Regions from separate parts of the Mus musculus genome. Here region 1 is linked to region 2. The links are chromatin contacts, called in public Hi-C maps. All regions are on one chromosome and are shown on one strand. Each heading gives the region's core, a stretch centred on a gene start, on an enhancer-like site or on the middle of the called end of the contact. The rest is flanking DNA. Distances are from core to core; before and after follow the strand shown. Region 1 has its middle 50 kb from the start of Gm35179. Region 2 has its middle 23 kb from the start of Gm46217.

Region 1 (2,700 bases), core at 183-2,682, 180 kb after region 2:
AATAAATTGAACTGAAGTAATGTGAGGTTTAATGGTAGATAGTAGAAAATATCTTTGAAATCAAGAAGAAAAATGCACCTGTGTAGAGTTGTGATTGAATCTTAAATGTTACCCCCAAGCCCATATGTTGAATTTCTTATTCCCAGCTGGGTTACTATTGGAGGTGGTAGAAACCTGCGCAGTCAGGAGTGGTGTTGGGAGGATTAGCTCACTGTGAGTATGGCTTCACAGGGGACAATGGAAACCAGGTGGCCTTGCTTCTTCTCTCTGTTGGTCACATCTGGCTTGCCAGGACCTGAACCATTGCATGGCCCACCACGGTACATGGCCTCACCTTCAAGATCAGCATCGGCCAAGGCCCAGAGTGATGGAGTTGGGTGATATAAGCAGAAGGATCCTGTCAAGATACATCTTACCCAATCTAAGTTGACTACCTTCAGTATTGTAACGGCATCAGAAAACTGATTACAATACCCAGTACTGCAATCATTTTAAATAGTGCATTGACAGTATTAGATAATTGACCGAAAAATAATAAAACTAAATGCATATCTTATTTATAATATAGAAAGCAACATTATCATAACTTACACAAGCCCTTCTATCCCTATGAACTGAAAAGCATAACATAATAGGAGATTCAGTCAGCCTACTGGTTAGAAACTGACAGTCAAGTCACTAATTCCACTTCATACAAAAAAAGAAAAAAAGGAGGAAGGTCCATATTACAGGCTACAGCCAATTCAAAATGGCTGTTTTTTCAATACATAGGCACTAGGTGTAACAAGAATTGTACAGTACTATGTGAATATATTTTTGAAATTTTTATGAAGCATGAGGAACATTTATAGAAGAATTTAAGGGTACAAAGATGTCCACTTTCCAGATGAATCTATACATTCTATATGTTCAAACGAACAGCAAACAAGGGTGAAAAAATACATATTGGTTTATTTGCATAAATTGACACGTAAGTGTAACTAGGGAAACCATGGGGTTGAGTCCTCAGAAGGCACTGGCTACCCATGCACAGTAGGCTCACTTACGGGGAACTTTGACTCGGGCACCCACACTGGGCCACTCAGAGCACAAGAGGACAACGTTAGCAGCTGCGAGCCGTCATGCGGCATCTCACTTAAAATGTCATGTGTGCTACTTGGTTTAAATTGTCACCCCTCCAGCAACCACAAACAATGCAGACACAGCAGATGTGTTTTCTATTTAGAATTAAACAGTTTATCTCAACCACTGTCATTGTTATAGGCAAAAAATAAATAAATATCCATCTTAATGTAAACTTCAAAAGGTACTTTCTGGCAACACGAGATCCTTTCAAATCCAAAGTCCTCTGAGAAAACAAGGGTCTGACCACAGATTGCTATTTTAAATTGGGATGCTGGCAGCCCTGAGAGTTGTAAAATGCAGCCTGGTCGAAGATTTTTGGCCAGATATTACATACAATAACTCATGTCATTGATGCTTAATGGTCCAGAACATTGAGTAAACATCATAAATGTCTTCTGTTATTAAACGTTCCCTTCAAACATGTTGTTTAACTCTTTCACTAATGTATAGAAAATACGAAATCAGAAACAGTGATTGGTCCTTACAGCCATCTTTGACTTGCCTACCTCCCAGATATTTTGGAAAACTCATGCCACCCCCACAGTAGAGCACCATATAGCATCTCTACCTTGAGCTCAGGCATTCTTTCTGGAAGTTAGGCTACTTGTAAGCTTGACTGTGTTAGGTCAAGTTCAAACTACCACCCATGTATTCAGAAGACTATAACTTTGTTCTCTCTGAAGTTGGGAGGCAGCCGTCCTCTGTGATAATGGCAAGAGAAATATGGGTGTTTTCTTATATGAGGTTACAAAGACTAGGAAAATGCTACTTTGCAAAGATCATTTTACAAGAATAACAATTACTGTAGTAAAAGAAAAGCAAAAATTGGTTTGTTAGTAAAAAAAGAAAGCCTATTGGGCAGCCATCGTCGAGTGCAGGGGGTCCAGGTCCACAAATCTTGACATGAGTGCGTTTGTGTTCCTATAATCTGGAGATTCTGTTTAGTCGTTAAACCATGACTCATTTTATCCTGGACACAACCTCCGCTTTTCTCTTCTAGTTTTCTTTTCTTTTTAATCCGTAGCTAAAACATCAGCAAGACGTCTTGCAGTGACATTAAAACTATTACATTTTTCCCATGGAGCTTCTCCACCCCCACCCTCCCTTTCCCCTCCCGATTTGAGTAACTACAGTTGCTCAGCTGTGTTCCTGGGATCATACATTCTCAGAAGTGCAGAGAATTGATGAGTTTTCATGCAGCTTTCTGGTTCTATCAGGGAAGAAAAGGTTCAAACAACACAAAACAAATTCATTACATCCTGCAGTTTTATATAAAGAAGACTTCAACTCACATCTGATAACTTTGCATCCCTCTTCCACAGCTCCCAGGGTTGGCACCCTGTGAGAGGTCCTGCACTTCCTGTACAAGGCCCAATGTTTCCTGTGTACACCTGCCATTGCTCTCAGTTCTGATATTTTTCTAATACGATTTCTACAAGTCACTGCTTTTGCCTTATGTCTATGACTCTCATACAATGTCTCATCCGACAATGATCCACTAAGCATCTCCTATGAAGGAAACCTGTCCTGTCAGATGGACTTGCTAGTTGGACCCCAGTTGCTCTGTTACATTTT
Region 2 (2,700 bases), core at 48-2,547:
CCTACACATATATACACATATATACATACACACATACATATATATTCACATATACACATATACATAAACACATACACATAGCTGCATATACATACACATATACACATACATCTATACATATTCGCGTTTATACATATACGTACACACATACATATATACATACACATGTATACATACATATATAAATATGCACATATATGTACACATATACACATCTACACACTTACATACACATATACATATGTACATACACATATATACACATACACACATACATTTATACATATATATACATATATACATATTCACATATGCACACATATAAACAAACACACACATATAAACATACACATGTATACACATATACACATTCATACATATATATTCATATACACACACATATATATATATACACATATATACATATACACACATATATACATGCACACATATATACATACACACACATATATGTGAGAACCTTAAAAAACAGGAAACATTTGAAGGAAAAGAAAGGACCATTCATTTCCCTCACATGTATGCCTTTTGAAGCAATTTTCTGTCTTTGACTATTTTTCTATGACCATTCCTTGTTCCTTCATAACTTCCAAGGAGAAGGGAAAGTACCCTGTTTTTATTTTCTGGCTAGTCCACAGGAGAGCAGTTTGCCCTCACACTGTGAAGTAACAGCTCAGCAGTGGCTCTAGACAAGGATAGGGTGGAGGAGTCAGCCTCAGCTTGGGGAGTTTCCCAAACTCCACATTCCTGGTCTCATTATCTCCGTGGAGGCTCTGAGTTTTTCCTACCAACTCCCATTTGAGAATCAGTTATCGGCCGCACATCCGCAAGTTTCTGCTTGCTTCCAGTTGGCAAGATTTAAACTAATAGTTAAAAACTAATGAGGAATTCTGTTAAGTGAAAATATGTCTAGAGCATTAGAAGAGATTAAAGTTTTTTCATCTTTTGAAATCCATTTAGACCCAGACAACCTTTTTGTTTAAACATATTTAGAAACTCAGTTGGAAAACTTCAGTCATTATCCTTAAATGACTATGTATTTTTATCATTTTCTCCCTAGAATTAGTCTTTTGGGAATATTGGGGGGAAGGCAGTGGAGGAAGGTCACTCTGCCCTACAGATGTCAGACTGCTATTTCTCTCTTTCCAAGTATGCTCTCAAGATTCAGCACACATGTGGCCTGCGTGCCACCATGTGAAGTACTATTTGTACTTGACAGTGGCCAAATACACTATTTTCTGTTTTCTCTGAAGGCGCATCCAGTTCTCTGTGGGATAACCCGCATCTTCTTTTTCCACTTGCTTGGTGGGTGGCCTGCTGACCTGAGCGCACACTGCTTAGTACATACTCATTTGGCCAGGCTTTAATTAGACCAAGATTGTGGCATGTTTTGCTTTGTCTACAAGGAGTTTTGGTGATAGAGAGGAGACAAAGACCTAATCGTGTGCACCTGATCTATTTATGGAGACAGCAAAACTATGAAAAGGAAACCCACACAACCAGGAAAACAAACGCATACCCTGGCACACACACAAACCCCAAAGAAAGAAATTAGAGATGCCCGTAACAAGAAAATCGTTCTAGCTTCGCTGTGTAGCAGTAGAATCACAGATTGTACAATTGTTATATAAAGTGCATATCATCTTATTCTGTTGATCCTCAAATGTAGTGGACGTTGAATCCACAGTGTAACCCAGCCAGTAGATAGATTAACTTTCATAACGCCTTTGATTTGTATGAGACTGACGAGCTGTCTGTTGCACTTAGAAGCTGACAACACTTGTGGGTTTAAAATTTTTTTTTCTGTGTAACATACTTCACTATATGTAGTTTTACTATTTCATAATTACTATGAGCTTTTAATATTAAGATTTATTGGGGCACTTAGAGTACTTAGCATTCTTTCCTTCCTGTAGCTTAAGAGGGAGTGACTGTGGCTTTCAGCGACCTCCACAGGTCTAGTCTTTCTTCTGCTTTATAGCCAGGTAAATAACCCACATCTCAGCTCTCATCCTCTCTCAGCATTTCCCTGAAGCACCATGAACGCTGTGCTCCCTAGATCAGTCCTCTCTGATCTTCAGCTTCTGGCAACTGGATGGAGAAGATGCTGCGTTTCTGGAGGTCACAGAGACTTTCACATGGAGGGGGAAGTGGTCCTGGGACAGTGCATATAGAAGAAATGAATCTCCACAGCTTCTGGCTTATGCCAGTTTTCATCACTGTTTGCTACAGCAGTTTAGCATCTTTTAACCCACAGCTTTAAAATGTATTCATTTAGTGGTAACAAAATTAACACCTAGTCATCAAGTGTGTGCTGGATGCTGTGTATGAGGAAGCAGAAGTTCCGATAGTACCCTTGAGGACGGCAGGAAAATACAGAAAAATGAGATGTGAGTTCAAACACACAAAATGAGAGGGCTCAGATTTCTGACTGCTTCACACGGCCTAAAACCTATCTCTGACTTCACTATCAAGTCCTTGTGAGATGTTTCATCAGACAAAGCACTGCTATTTCCAAAGAGCTTCAAGTACTTTTGATGAGAGTATTGCTGTAGTTTTTGAGCCAGGCTTTGAATGTAATTATTTAAAAGAAATTGTTAGTAGTTCTCTCCTGTTATGACTGGCTACTGTTGCTATGTACAGTGGCCCTGCTTTGTGACTTGTGAGTGGAACTTTATCACA

What was found. A called contact is a pair of places that touch in the nucleus more often than the background predicts.
Region 1: a contact with region 2 is called in a Hi-C map of uterus, with 7 times the contacts expected there. The contact joins two enhancer-like sites. A contact is called at or near these places in 2 of 484 Hi-C or Micro-C datasets (both in uterus) and 1 of 9 other capture datasets (embryonic stem cells).

Annotation. Positions count from the first base shown.
Region 1 is chr10:23,051,484-23,054,183 of GRCm38.p6, forward strand. No RefSeq gene overlaps it. Among named protein-coding and RNA genes, the nearest start is that of Gm35179, 50 kb to the left of the region's middle. Within about 2 kb of position 1,433, at least 3 of the 459 cell types and tissues checked have an H3K27ac peak or open chromatin away from gene starts, as enhancers often do. A contact at or near this core is called in uterus, where this site is marked.
Region 2 is chr10:22,874,609-22,877,308 of GRCm38.p6, forward strand. No RefSeq gene overlaps it. Among named protein-coding and RNA genes, the nearest start is that of Gm46217, 23 kb to the left of the region's middle. Within about 2 kb of position 1,298, at least 25 of the 459 cell types and tissues checked have an H3K27ac peak or open chromatin away from gene starts, as enhancers often do. A contact at or near this core is called in uterus, where this site is marked.